5 separate regions of the Mus musculus genome follow, and all the other regions are linked to region 2. Evidence: chromatin contacts called from public Hi-C, HiChIP or PLAC-seq and promoter capture Hi-C data. All regions are on one chromosome and are shown on one strand. The core of a region is the stretch at or near the end of the contact, and the rest is flanking DNA. Distances in the headings are between cores, read along the strand shown.

What was found. Promoter capture Hi-C pulls out the DNA fragments that hold promoters and counts their contacts. Hi-C and Micro-C count contacts between places; a contact is called where the count stands out from the background. HiChIP or PLAC-seq counts read pairs in DNA pulled down with a chosen protein or histone mark.
Region 1: a contact with region 2 is called in a promoter capture Hi-C map of erythroid cells, with 8 times the contacts expected there. The contact joins the promoter of B230208H11Rik here to the promoter of Adat2 in region 2. A contact is called at or near these places in 8 of 39 promoter capture datasets (the HPC-7 cell line, HPC-7-derived erythroid cells, erythroid cells and 4 more) and 1 of 115 datasets of contacts at active chromatin or transcription factors (large pre-B cells).
Region 3: a contact with region 2 is called in an H3K4me3 HiChIP or PLAC-seq map of bone marrow-derived macrophages, with 4 times the contacts expected there. The contact joins the enhancer-like site here to the promoter of Adat2 in region 2. A contact is called at or near these places in 10 of 39 promoter capture datasets (the 3T3-L1 cell line, the C10 cell line, cranial neural crest and 5 more), 1 of 15 datasets of contacts at CTCF or cohesin (the NIH/3T3 cell line), 9 of 484 Hi-C or Micro-C datasets (cerebellum, cerebral cortex, cortical neurons and 4 more), 10 of 115 datasets of contacts at active chromatin or transcription factors (the 230-238 cell line, astrocytes, bone marrow-derived macrophages and 6 more) and 4 of 9 other capture datasets (adipose tissue, embryonic stem cells, liver and 1 more).
Region 4: a contact with region 2 is called in a Hi-C map of the G1E-ER4 cell line, with 2.8 times the contacts expected there. The contact joins the enhancer-like site here to the promoter of Adat2 in region 2. A contact is called at or near these places in 2 of 39 promoter capture datasets (hippocampal neurons and stem cell-derived epiblast-like cells), 1 of 484 Hi-C or Micro-C datasets (the G1E-ER4 cell line), 3 of 115 datasets of contacts at active chromatin or transcription factors (astrocytes, embryonic stem cells and thymic regulatory T cells) and 2 of 9 other capture datasets (adipose tissue and liver).
Region 5: a promoter capture Hi-C map of neural stem cells shows a contact between it and region 2. The contact joins the enhancer-like site here to the promoter of Adat2 in region 2. A contact is called at or near these places in 12 of 39 promoter capture datasets (the 3T3-L1 cell line, the C10 cell line, cranial neural crest and 7 more), 1 of 15 datasets of contacts at CTCF or cohesin (the NIH/3T3 cell line), 2 of 484 Hi-C or Micro-C datasets (bone marrow-derived macrophages and embryonic fibroblasts), 12 of 115 datasets of contacts at active chromatin or transcription factors (the SCID.adh cell line, bone marrow-derived macrophages, differentiating embryonic stem cells and 6 more) and 3 of 9 other capture datasets (adipose tissue, embryonic stem cells and liver).

What each region holds. Positions count from the first base shown.
Region 1 is chr10:12,921,750-12,924,449 of GRCm38.p6, forward strand. It overlaps B230208H11Rik (RIKEN cDNA B230208H11 gene), which reads right to left and starts at 1,378. Exons shown (of 3, transcript NR_038028.1): 1 at 825-1,378. It overlaps n-TLtaa3 (a tRNA gene), which reads right to left and starts at 904; the gene lies at 822-904.
Region 2 is chr10:13,551,598-13,554,297 of GRCm38.p6, forward strand. It overlaps Adat2 (adenosine deaminase, tRNA-specific 2), which reads left to right and starts at 1,310. Exons shown (of 6, transcript NM_025748.4): 1 at 1,310-1,764. The coding sequence starts at 1,669. It overlaps Pex3 (peroxisomal biogenesis factor 3), which reads right to left and starts at 1,545. Exons shown (of 12, transcript NM_019961.3): 1 at 1,229-1,545. The coding sequence starts at 1,301.
Region 3 is chr10:14,146,797-14,149,496 of GRCm38.p6, forward strand. Hivep2 (human immunodeficiency virus type I enhancer binding protein 2) reads left to right here. Exons shown (of 9, transcript NM_010437.2): 9 at 2,116-2,700. Among named protein-coding and RNA genes, the nearest start is that of Gm51759, 21 kb to the left of the region's middle. Within about 2 kb of position 1,360, at least 4 of the 459 cell types and tissues checked have an H3K27ac peak or open chromatin away from gene starts, as enhancers often do. A contact at or near this core is called in bone marrow-derived macrophages, where this site is marked.
Region 4 is chr10:14,444,311-14,447,010 of GRCm38.p6, forward strand. All of the region lies in intron 8 of Adgrg6 (adhesion G protein-coupled receptor G6), which reads right to left. Among named protein-coding and RNA genes, the nearest start is that of Adgrg6, 99 kb to the right of the region's middle. Within about 2 kb of position 1,446, at least 5 of the 459 cell types and tissues checked have an H3K27ac peak or open chromatin away from gene starts, as enhancers often do. A contact at or near this core is called in the G1E-ER4 cell line, where this site is marked.
Region 5 is chr10:14,166,362-14,169,061 of GRCm38.p6, forward strand. No RefSeq gene overlaps it. Among named protein-coding and RNA genes, the nearest start is that of Gm51759, 40 kb to the left of the region's middle. Within about 2 kb of position 1,265, at least 15 of the 459 cell types and tissues checked have an H3K27ac peak or open chromatin away from gene starts, as enhancers often do. A contact at or near this core is called in neural stem cells, where this site is marked.

The sequences.
Region 1 (2,700 bases), core at 128-2,627, 630 kb before region 2:
TAATAACCAACGTTTCCGAGGTTTTATGATTGTAGAGAGGGGTTTATTTAATCAGTGTCTCAACTTATTCAAAAGGCTGGGGAGTTCCTTGAGCCACGCCTACAAAATGTGTTTAAGATCTTGGACTGCTTTGATAAAAAACACTTTTGGAGAGAATAGGGTGGCACACGCCTTTAATCCCAGCACTTGGGAGGTAGAGGCAGGAGGATTTCTGAGAGTTCGAGGCCAGCCTGGCCTACAAAGTGAGTTCCAGGACAGCCAGGGCTACACGGAGAAACCCTGTCTCGAGAAACCAAAAACCAAACCAAACCAAACCAAACCAAAACAAAAAAACCCAAAGAAAATAGGAGAAGATAAAAATCGAAAATATTTCAAATTCTGGGTCTTCATGGTCAAATGGTACATTTTTGAAAGACTGCATGTGAACACGTTAAACTTTGAGGGGGGGGGAAATGAAAAGAAAGGAAAGAAAGAAAACAAAGGGAAAGGAAGAAAAAAGAAGGGGGTGGGGAGCGGACAGAGGAAAGGCAAAAGCGGACTTGTTTTTTTTTTTTTTTTTTTTTTCTTTTTTCTTCTGTGCAAAAGTACTTTTGCAAAAAGTTAGCCAATACCAGACCTCTCCGGGGAGCCTCTTCCCGCCTGGCTCAGGTCGGTTCCTGGAGACACGGTCGCTTCACTGCGGGAAATTGGGCTGCCTTGTAGCAGCGCCCTATTAAGGATTAAAGAACATTTCTTTCAACTGAAATAAGACTTCTAAATTTCCAAAAGCTCTGGACCTAAAAACAACTGACAGACCGCGGCAAGGAACAAAACAGCAACTTTACCAGGAGTGGGGTTCGAACCCACGCAGACATATGTCCATTGGATCTTAAGTCCAACGCCTTAACCACTCGGCCATCCTGGTGCAGGCGTGCTCTCTTCTCTTTGCTGTTCCTACAAAGCTCACAATACCGTCCTCATTTTCCCCAGTTACTCGAGGATGCTTCTGCGCAGGCTGCGCGGCGCTTTCCCGACCCGGCTACAGAGACTCGGAGACTGCCGCCGGGGTTTCGCGCCGCCGCCGCCGCCGCCGCTCACTGTCGCCCCGAGATCTCGGCGGCAGCGAAGGAACTGCAGGAGCAGAGAGCGGGACAGAGCTCTGGGCCGGCGGGCGCCGGCTCTCCTTGCTCACTGTAGGTGCGCGGGCGCGACAAACAAACTCCACAGCTAACTTCTGGGCTCCGGAGCGGAGGTGGGAGGGGTCCCTCGGGCGGTGTAGGCACGGGTCCGCAGGGCAACCATCAGTGTGTTTCTTCTAAATCGAATAGGTTCCCGGGGCCCGGCACCTGTGCGCGCGCGGCTTTCCTTCCTCGCCAGTGTTACCACATGCCGGAAGGAGGTTCCGGAGAAAGAGGAGGTTCCGGAGAAAGCTGTGTGGTCAGGGCAGTGTGGCCCAATCCCCCACCCCCTCCCTGGTTGTGTAGACACTGTCCCCTTTGCTCTGCTTCAAATGCAGGGTCAAGACCTCCTGGATTCCTGCCACCCCTACAGCTCCCCTAGAGGGCAAACTCTTGTTTTAACTTGTCTCCTGTTTTAGCTCCCCTTTTGTTGTTGGGACAAAACACCCACAACAAAAAGCAATTTAGGGTACAGCGGTTTATTTGCATTACTTCGGCTGTTCCTCAAAACCTTGGCTCTACCCCAGGGTTCAGGCTAGGTGTTTCTGCAGCTGCAGGCAGGGAGCTGGTGGCTGAGCCTTGCTCTGGCTGTCCCACCTTGTCCCTCTCCCCTAACCCACCCCCATGTTTGGTTTATACAGGTCTGGTGGCTTCAGTCTTTGACTGTAAACCTAGGATGCACTGTTTCACAAAGTGCCCCACTGTTTCAGACCTCCCAGTGGCTCCCTCAAACATTTTCTCAGTTTCACTGTAATGATCCAACTGCTCTACCATCTCTCACAGCTCTGTGACCCCCAGGGAACACCCAGCTTTTGGTTCTCTTGAGTCCTGGTTAAGTCTGACCGGACTCCTTACGAAGGAACTCTACTCTAGCATCCAGACAGCTCCTGTCTATCTCCCAATGGCGGGAACTCCACTGACCTTTGCCTGACCATGTTCCTCAATAGTACCTTTAGGGCATCCAGGGTAAGCACTCAGAGAAGTACACCAGAGAGCCTAGGTCCTCAGGCCTTGTTCTCTGTGCGGACACTGTGCTAGAGTCTGGAGGCAGCCTGTGGAATGTAACATGGGGTCAGTAACATGGGGTGATTACCTCACCAGGTGATCAGAGAGAGGCCTGAAGCTGCACGCAATGGGTGTTAAATGCAAATGAGAACATGAGAACATGTGCACTCTATAACCCAAGCATTGCTCTAAGCTCCCTACACACAGTTTTGTCTAGCTTGATTTTTTTTTTTTTTTTTTTTTGAGATAGGGTCTCACTATGTAGCTCTGGCTGTCCTGGAACTCTCTATATAGACCAGGCTGTCCTTAAACTCACAGAGACCTGTCTGTCTCTGCCTCCTAAATGTCAGGGTTAAAGGCTTAGAGTGAGTACCACTCTTCAGGGGCTCGGTTAATTTTCTTAATAACTGTAATGTAGGCGTTCCTATCCTCATTTTGAATGAGGCCATAGAGATCTCTTGCAGACTTGCTCAACTAAAGGAAGCCCCCTGCCTGCACTGCTGCTGTTGCCCGGGGCTGCAGAACTTCTCCACCAACC
Region 2 (2,700 bases), core at 60-2,559:
TTTAATTTCTCCTATGATTATTTCTGATCTGCCATTAAGTATTTCATAAACTGTAAGGGTTAGGCTTTTCCCTCTGAAATTGCTAGAGACAATTTTCTTCCCTTAGGTAGAGCAAAAATTTTTCTTTATACGTCTTCCATGACAACTTTATCTTTAGCATATGTATTCTATAATATTGGTACAATTTATATACCTTAGATATTAGAGACTGGAGGTAATATAAAACACATTGTATCTATAAAGTATTTCCTATAAAATATGAACTATTATTCATTTGTGCTATACCTCAGAGATATGCAGAATGTGGTTACTGTTTTACAAATGTCCTAATATTTTAAGTCATATTATGATATATTTATACACACACACACATAGATCAGAGGATAGTGGTAACAGTTCTTAAAACTCAAGTTTTAAAAATTCTTTTAAACTCCCTTTTTGTGTTGTTCAAAAGATTCCCTTCTTAAAATCCCATAATTATTAACTGAGGGTTGTCTTTCCAAGACAAAGGGTTTAAAGCAGTGTGTGTGTGTGTGTGTGTGTGTGTTGCTCCTTCCCTGGGACCCAATGCAGTCAGCCTAGGCAAGCACTCTACCACAAAGTTACAATTCCAGCATCAAGATTTTTATCCTGTTTCTAACTTTCCTCTCAGCCAGTGAACTCAACTATATCACCAAAATGGATCATGACCACAACCTTGCCAGTCCTGACAACACTGCAGAATAAGCACTGTGTTGATATATAGTTTGTACTTTACAATTGGAGAACAGAAATTATCTGCTGTATATTTTACAGCAACATGCTGTTTTCGGTTTACCTTTAAACACCACCTCAAAGAGCAGACTTAAGATAATGGCCCTAGAATATTTCGAAACTCGTGTGAAAGGTTGAAAGCAGAGTTGACAAACAGAATGAAAATCTAACAGGAAAGCAAAAGAAGAAAATTGGAAGGCAAATGTATCTATCTATACGAGAATAGTGCTTTGAAAAGAAACTTCATTGGGGTAGACTCTTGAAGGCCCATGGGGAGAAAAAGGACGGGGGCAGAGTGAGGGGCAAAGGGCACAGAGATCCAGATAAAAGAACTTTAGAGGTTCTTCTTTGACGGTTGAGCCAATCCCTTCGACAAATCCCAGTTTGGTATCAGTGGGCCCTGCCTGTTTTTATAAGTCACCTCTGTCACTCCTTTCTGCCAATGGCCCCTTCTAAAAAGCATGTTGTCACTCACCTCCGAGGACTGTGCCCAGGAAGATGCATTTCTTTTTGTGACGTTTCAGAAAATTCCACATTGATCTCAGCATCTCCAGACCCCGTGTTGTGTGGGTTGCCTAGGGGAGAGGGGCTGGCTCACCGTGTCTTCCGTCCACCTGGCCTGGACCTCCGGCAGCAGCGCGGTGGCGGCGCTAGGTGCTCTCCAGAAACCACAGACGTTTCTCTGAGCAGAGGTTGTGGCTTAAGCGGAGGAAGGGGGCGTGGACTAGAGCGGAGCAGCGACGCTTTCGGTCCCCCAGCCGCCGCTTACTGATCCGGGACGCCTGGGTCCGTCCGCAAATAGCTCCCGGGTGCCTCGTCTTTTCCCGTCCTCCTGGAAGCAAGGTCCGCTCCCGCCGCGTTCCGCTGTCCTCTCTTCTCTCGTCCCTCGGCCCGGAGTCTCTGAGCGGCGGAGGTATGGAGGAGAAGGTGGAGTCCACCACTACTCCAGACGGCCCGTGCGTGGTGTCCGTACAGGAGACGGAAAAGTGGATGGAGGAGGCGATGCGAATGGTGAGGAATCGGGCAGGTGGATGCTGAGAGCGCAAACTTTCTCCCGGCCATATCCTGACCAGAGTAGTTGAGCAAATGTGCCGGGCGCGCTATCTATCATGTCTGAAAATACCTGAAGCAGCAACTTGTTTTATTCTAGGGGGAATTTTTCTTTAGCTTTGTCTCATAGTAATTGGGGTGAAGGGAAAATACAGAAACGGTTCGATTGATGTATTACAGGGAGTCTTATCTGCCGCCTGGGGATGTGTGCTCCCTACCTGCCTATCTTCCTTCCCATGTGGACACATACTTTCAAATCCATAAAGCCACATTATTTTATGGCTTGCTCCCATATAATGGGAGGAAGCTGATGTTTCTGTAAAGGGTCATATCAAAACGTGTCCTGGTACAATCCTCACCGATGATGTGTCTACTCTTTCTACGATACTTTTCTCTGCCCTTGTATTCCCTTCCTTCCTGCGATTCTTATAGATTGCTCATCATGGAGAGCTCTGGTCGTATTTTTACATGTTTTCCCAAGCTTATTACCCATATCGATGTGTGGCAGGGATAGACGTTTGTGGCAGGGATATACATACAAACTATGTATGTATACACAGTTTGATGCTGGGTTTTCATTCTGTGAACATGGAACACCAATTTGTTTACAGCATTGTAAAGGCCTTAAAACTGAGCTCAGCCTTTGGTGTGGGGATATTATTTTTGTTTATTCTTTTACAAAATTAAAATATCTCACCTTTTTATTCTAATGGTTACAGAAGTTCACCTTCATAAGAAATTAAAATCTAGAAGACAGAAACATGTTTTCCACCCCACGCCCCCAGACAAATGGCATAATGCATTCTTTTAATTTTTTAATTAACATCTTTTTTTTTTTTTTTTTTTTTTTTGGTCATCTTTCTCAGAGCTCGGGGTGGGAAGAAGAGAGCCTTTGTT
Region 3 (2,700 bases), core at 110-2,609, 600 kb after region 2:
TTTGGAGGCCAGGCTCAAATCTAAATAGAACTGTATGGATCCCTAATGGTAGCATTTGGTCCTTGAATCTGAGCACTGAAGCATCCTTGAGATGAATGCTACAATTTTTAAGATAGCTTTCCAAAATTGTGAGCATATTTGACAAGTTTTAATCTACCTTGAGTTCCCATATAAGGAAGCAGTGAAGTCCATTATTAATGAATCCTAGCAATTAAAATTCTGACTAATTCACTAGAGCCGGATAATCTGGCGATCTAAGCTGTGTTCTACTACAAAAAAATGAGAATAGCAAAGTCTTCATTTAAGGAGAAAACCATGAAATCCAGAATTGTGGCTCCAAATTTTAAATACCTTTGCTTCATTAATTCCAAGAAGACATTCATGTTATAAGTAATACCAACAGAAAAATTGAGCCATAATCATCTTTGATTTCAGCTATGAAATTGAATATAAATGATTAACCATTAAACACACATGCTATTAATGGGTATTTGCTTCCTTTCAAACATTGCCATTTCTACAAGACTTAGCTTTGATCTGGGACTTGAAGAACTCTGCATTCTTTACAGGGCCTCTTCTTAGTTGGGATGTATTCTTGTAGGCATACTAAGATCTCTCCTCATAGTGGTTTCTTCCTCTAGATTAGTGCTCAACACAAAGAGACTTCTAAGTAGGGATGTATTCCTGTAGGCCAAGCCTTGCACAGCAAAGGAACAGATTTCTCAAAACCACCCTGCCTTCCTTTGTGTGAAAAAGTGTTTTCTCTAGTGGGAAATATTTAAAAAGCAATCCTTGCAACACTGGCAGGGCATTGGTGGACAGGCTGGCCTGTTTTCAGCCTGGTCTGCTTTCAGCCTTGTGTACTCTTTGACTGGAAGCTCTGAAATCTCTCCACCAGGCTTGCAAAGTTCCCAGGGCAGGTCATTGCCACACCAGCCCCATGCTTCCAGATTTCCACGGCTTTTTGGGGTGCACTTCTCGCAAACCCCATCCTTTGCCACAGTACCATTCTCTGGAACCCAGTTGAGTCACTGTGTGAAGGAAAACACACAAACTTAGTCTAGAATCAATAGGTAACACAATCGCTGGACGCAGCAACTAGCATCCCAATTTGTAAGCCATTCTAAGTTCAATCCTCCAGTTCTCCAGTAGTGGATCCCAACAGATCTGCCACGTGAACTGGGGGGGGGGGGGGGGGGGCGGCTCTGCTACCTACATTTTGCCCTGCATTCTCACCCCAGTCCACCAGCCCAGTCTCCTCTTCCATCATCCCTTTCTCCCTTTCTCTGACCCGGAAGTCCCAGTGATTGGTTCCTTGAAATCTTGATTCATTAGGGGAAGGTTCACATGAAGTCACATGAGTACATGATTCACTCCTTGTCCCAGGCATCCCCTCTTGGGGAAGTGGAATTAGCAACAAAATAGAAACAGTACCAGTGCTATCCATAATGGTTTTCTTTCTTTCTTTTTCTTTTTCTTTTTTTCATTTTTTTTTCTTTTTTTGGGTTTTTTGAGACAGGGTTTCTCTGTATAGCTCTGGCTGTCCTGGAACTCATGCTGTAGACCAGGCTGGCCGCGAACTCAAAAATCAGCCTGCCTCTGCCTCCCGAGTGCTGGGATTAAAGGCATGCGCCACCACACCCAGTTCACAATGGTTTTCTTAAAGCCTGTTGCCAACTTATTATTTTTACCAAGCCTAGGGAATATCTTTCAGTGCAGCCTACAGCATAAATAGTTGATAATCTTGTTCCCTTTGAGTTTAAATCCCATCAATATTTACTAGTCATCCTTTGTGTGTTTTGTTTTGTGTTTTCTTTGTTGGTTTGATGTTTTCCTGGTGAATCCATTCTTTTTACTTGCTCTTCTGAAGAAATACCCATCATGTGATATTATGCCTAGTGGGAAATAGACTGGTTGCTTTAGCATTTTGCACTTGAAAAACAAAAGCCACTGTCCACAGGGGAATACCTTCATTAAAGAACTGGAAAAATTAGTTAAGGAAGCTATTCAATTTTGAGAAATTCTTTCTAAGTGCCAGGCATCCTGAAGAAGGGATGGGAAAAGAGAGGGAAAGAGGGAACAGGTCTCAACTCTGTGCTCTGTTTTCCTGTGTAGAATCTAAGAAGAGGAATACCTCAGGTTCCTTACTTCAGTCTCTATGGAGACCAAGAAGGTGCTTATGAACATCACGGCTCCAGCCTTTTCCCTGAGGGTCCTACTGACTATGTCTTCAGTCATCTTCCACTACACTCTCAGCAGCAAGTACGAGCTCCTATACCCATGGTGCCAGTTGGTGGGATCCAAATGGTTCACTCCTTGCCGCCTGCCCTTTCCGGTTTACATCCTCCACCCACATTGCCTCTGCCCACAGAGGGCTCTGAGGAGAAGAAAGGAGCACCAGGGGAGGCCTTTGCCAAGGATCCCTACATCCTTTCCAGGCGGCATGAGAAACAAGCCCCTCAAGTTTTGCAGTCATCTGGTCTACCTAGTTCTCCCTCCTCCCCACGGCTATTGATGAAACAGAGTACTTCAGAAGACAGCCTAAATTCCACGGAGAGAGAACAGGAGGAAAACATACAGACTTGTACAAAAGCCATTGCCTCACTCCGGATTGCAACAGAAGAGGCAGCTCTGCTTGGGGCTGACCCTCCCACATGGGTACAAGAGTCCCCCCAGAAACCCTTGGAAAGTGCACACGTC
Region 4 (2,700 bases), core at 196-2,695, 890 kb after region 2:
CATGTGCCACTGTGGGGTTGGGCTTTGAGAACCTATGCTCAAAGCTCCACCCACTACAGAAGAAAGCCTCTTTCTGGCTGCCTACAGAAAGGTCTTCTCCTGGCTGCCTTCTGATCAAGATAAAGAATTCTCAGCTCTCCAGTACCATGTCTGCCTGCACGCTGGTATGGTTCTTGCCATGATGATTACGGGCTGACTGGACCTCTGAAACTGTAAGCCAGACACTGTGACACATGGAGACTGAAAAGATCAATTAAGGAGTCTTGGCCCTTAGCTGGGCAGTGATGGCACACGCCTTTAATCCCAGAACTTGGTAGGCAGAGGCAGGTGGATTTCTGAGTTCGAGGCCAGCCTGGTCTACAGAGTGAGTTCCAGGACAGCCAGGGCTATACAGAAACCCTGTCTTGAAAAACCAAAAAAGAAAAAAAAATACCCTTCTCTGTGGTACAAATTATAGTGTTCACACTACCCGGATAGATTTTACAAGATAATTCCTTAGGATTTTATCATGGCACCCCAGTTTTTAAAGAAATATTTATATATTTAATATATATAGTTTATATATTATATAATAATATTTATAGCATCCACTTAACTCAAAAGAGGACATATACTTAATTCTGCCTTGTTTCTGTATGTTCAAAACTTAAAAATTCAGAGGAAAAAAAAATCAAATTTATACTGGACTCTTGAAATTGTTGTACTATTATTTACAAATATGATGCATGCCCATAGAGGGAGCTTTTACAAATGCTCTGTATGGTGAAAAATTGTAAAATGAACACTCAAAACATACAGTTTGGTTACTACACTTCTGCAAATGGTTTTAGAATGTGTGACCTTGAAAAATATCTGAATCAAAGTAATGTAGGATTCAAAATGATGTAGGAATCCCAGAGGAAGATTTAAAATCCCCGGTCAAAACATACAACTAAGCCACAAGCTCAGCTTTTACCTAGCAAACCTGAAAGGTAAAGCTCAGCATTGAGATGGAGGTCCCTGAGGCGGGGAAAGAGGAAAGCTTTTTACTGCTTGTGTGACAGTGCTGCGTTTACATTCCCTCCGTATTCTGAAGAGAAATGAAGAAAGTAACAGACCGTCACTCTATTATCCAGAATGGTTGCTATTCACTCGCCCAAGAGAAGAGGAGGCAGGCTTCCTCAAAGTACGGAGGATGGAACACTCAATTTATGAAATGCTGTCATTAAGAACAGAAGTAAATAAAGAATGAGAACATATGTGACGTCAAAAGCAAAATAAGGAATAAGTAAAGTAGTCATTGTTCAAGGGTAGGTGAAGTAGCTGCATGGCTGGTCCTCAAAAACAAATCTCAAGGACAAAGTCCCTGCTCTTCTCTCAAAGGCTTTTACTTCTAAAATAATCCACCACTTAACACTCATGCATAAGCCAGACTTCAGCATGAGGCCAGCATCGATGTAGACACTTGGTGTACGGTGAACCCTTGATCATTTCCTAACTGGCATACGATAAGGTGTCTGATGATGAAATGGCTATTGGAAGGAAAGCATTGCCTCTCTGGTTCCCGAGAACTCACAGCCTTGTTCAGGACAACACCCGAATGTACTGTGGGAACCTTCCAATGTATTGTGGGTGTATTCAATACATGAATAACACGAACCATTCACGAAGTAGCCTGCATTTTCACAATCCTTATCCGTGTTATTTTCCTTCCCCATCTGAAAACAGAAACTGCTCTACGGTTCCACAACGGTCAAGGTCTATCTTTGTTGCTATCAGCCAGTCATTATTTGTAGAAGCCAGACAGACACTCTGTGGTTTCAGGTTCCTTGCCTGTCCAAGCAATGATATGCAACAGCATTATCTGATGCTCAAGCTGCAAGACTAGATTGAAAGGAAGAGTTTGGGGAAAGGAATGGAGTAGCCTGTGCGAAAGGAAACCTAGGACCTTGTCAGCGAGAACAAGAGCAGCAGAGAATAGGTTTCTGAAAAGAGGGGGAAGCTATAAAAAAGACAATGCTGAGAATTTTAACAAAGGAAAAATCAAGTAAGTGGATTTTCCCACAAATAAGATTGGTTCATTTGCCCTATAATTTTCTGTGAAATTATTCACTGGTTTGAAAGACCAGGAAATGGAGATTTTATTTATTTATATGTCTTCCATGCAAGAGCTTCTGAGATTCTGGCCCACACCCACTGTAGCTGATGTTTAGTGTTATGAGGAATAGAGGAGCCTCTATGAGTAAGCTGGGGGGATGCTTAGTTCCTAAGGAAGGGTTCCAATGGTCACACTCCAAGCCAGGGTTGTCCCAAATGTTAGATAAACACCCATAGTGGATCCTAGCTGCTGCTGGACCCATTGATGGAAGCTCAACATGATGTACTAATGACTGCGTGAAAGGATCACCTTCCTAGGAGAAAGAGAAGAAAGGTTTTATCATTTACCATCCTGAAATATGTTACTCTGTTTTCAGATCATAAAGGAAAATGAATGTCACAATAAAAACCTAATCAGACAGTGTGGTTCGGTTTATGGACCACATATATAGAAATGACAAGGCTTAAAACATTTGTTTCTCAAATATTAAATAGGAAGGGAAAATAAAAAAAGTTTTCTGGTCAACTCTCAAATAAAATTTTATGTGTATTTCTCATGGTAGCAATACATCATTGTCTTCAAGGCTGGGCTATTTTTTTTTTTCGGTTTTAAAAGAAATGCTT
Region 5 (2,700 bases), core at 15-2,514, 610 kb after region 2:
AAGTTTTTGGTAGTTCAAATATTGAAGATCAGGAGACTCCATTGGTGAGTCTGGTGAGGAAACTTGTTGTGTTTGTACAACACACATAGGAAAAAATAGTCTTACCCTGAGCCAGGAAGGACAGAGATGGCGGAGGAACTAGGGTGGCTGCTTTCTATAGCTGCCCCCCATTAAGAAGTCCCTCAATCTAATGCCCTCGATGAACTACCTCCCCTTCACCCTGCCTCCTAAATGTTCGTTACCATCTCCCAACACCACCATGCTTACAACCAAGCCTCGAATACAGAAACTTTTGGAGGAAAACATGAGAAAAGATAGGAGAAGTTGAATGGGACCAGTGGAGATGGGAAGTGAACACCCATAACCCTGTGACTCAGACTCCCTTACTGTTCACCTGCTGCTCAGTTAGCCTCATTTCTGCCATTTGAGAGTAAATATGCTACAGTATGGCTCTTAATCTCTCAAAACATCAGCATGCCCTTCTGTATGTAGAAGATCATTTTATGTGTTGCTTTGACTAGGCAGCAGTGTGCTGGCATTTCCCCAGAATTCATGCTAAGTGTTTCTGTGCTGGTGTTTTAACTGAGATAAATGTTTAAATCTGTGGACTTAAAAGAAGCAGGTTATAGTTCCTAGAGGAGGTGGGCCCAGGACAGTCATCAGGACAAGTCTGGCTCCTTCCCTGAGAGATTTCCTCCTATCTGAAAGGTTAGAACTGGGAGGTTAGATTCCTGCCTGTCTTTGGCTTTAATTGGAGATGTGGTCTTTTCCTCCACCACAAGATCAGCCCTTGGACAGGGGAATGCTCCCTTAGATATCCTCTCCTGGGAACCCACCAGATCCTTGGATTCACCAGTCTTCACAAACCCACAAGCCAATTGCTTATCGCCAGTCTCCTTCAAGAGACATGTCCCATTGCTTCTGTTCCTTGGAAGAACTCTGAAGAATAAACCTTATTTAATTACAGAACTTAAGGAAAACATCAATACGTCTCTTCCATATTCCTTCATCACCATTAAATACTTCTCTTAGGCATCTCAGAAAAGTGTTCAGGACGTAAAACTGAGTGGATTGGCCAGCTGGTCAATGAAAAGGTTTCCATAATAAGTGAGTTCTGGGAATGCAGTAAGAAGCCAAGTTGCTACCCAACCTTTCCTCCTTCCCTCCGTTTTAAAGCATTTCTGATGCCAACACACATTCAATGCACATTCCAAAGAGATGAGAAAGCATATTGCCTTCACCCACCATCCCAATGGTAGTACGGTACGGTCCAGCAAGAATATAATTGCCTCATGTCTTTATGTTTCCTTCCTGCCACATGAACTGGTGCACTTCCTGCACAGACGTTCTCATTGCATGCCTGATTTCCTTTCCCTTTCTGCCCTTAGTTCTGAATACCTTCACGTATTCAGAAAGCTATCCTTTTTGGAATTATTCATGTTTCCTTCTTATTTGGGGCTGTTTACCCAGGCACACACACATACACACACCTTCCCACAATACCTTTCACCCCAGGGTAATTCTCAAGCAAGCAAAAGTCTCAGAATGCAAATACCAGTATTCTTACTACCATTTTTTACCTTATGGCTTATCCCCTGCCTTGTTCCAGGGTGGACATGTGTTTCAAGTCACATAAAGAAAAGTGATCAATAATTTGTTACATGACCAATAATCCTTCTTGTGATTCCCGACTGTGCTGTCAAACCTACTGCTCTATTTTTATGCAGACTACTAAACACAGTTTGATCTAGTGATGCTGCTATGTACATTGCTACTGTGAATTAAGCCCTGAAGAGTGGAGGTAGCTTAGTCTCTACTGTAGCCTTACCTGGACATCCACACTGTACCTAATGCCAAATCCCCAAGGGATCTGCTCTCTCCAAGTTCCCCAACCCTAATGGACAGTCGCAGTGAATGGGGACACTTTAAAGATGGCTTCCCAGCTGCTTAGTCAGGGCTGCCATATCCTATGTCTAGAGTGAAATTCCAATGACTATCTAAAGACTTTGAACACTGCTAACCTTCCTTATCTCTGAGAGCACAGGGTCCCATGGAAACAGCACTTCCTGAGCGGCATGAATAGGAAGCACAACTAGTATGATTTATTGAAGACATCTCCTGCTGTAGCTTATGCATTACGAAATCCCCAGACAGCCTGAGATACCTGTGATCTCTCGTTTGTGGGACCTTTAAGGTCTTCAGGGAACTCAGCGGGGAGATGGGAAGTTCTTGGGATGCACAGTAGCTGCCTGGACCTTCGATCACTTGAGAAACTGATTAGGGCTGGCTGATAAGAAGGGAGAGCTGAGGCAAAGGAAATAGCCCAGAGTGCACAGCCAATTGTTTTACAGTGGCCTCATCTGTGGGAATGTGATTTCATTCTCATTTTCCCCATTACTGCTTTGTTCTCTGCCTACCTTCCTCCATCCCTCACACTCTGGGCCATAATGTAAGGCAAGAGATTTTAACATGGATTTCAAGGGAATGCTGTCAAACAGATGAAAAATTGAACCTTAAAAGCCTCACACATAGTACATATGTAGAAATAAAATAAAATAAAATAAAATAAAATAAAGAACTTGCACTGAGGATAGGCGGCCGAGACTGCCAGCTAGGATCCATTTCTTTTCTCGGTATTTTCTCAGCCATTTCCTGGTAGTAAGTTGTAAGCAAAGTGTTACCTGGAACTCTGCCAGGTCA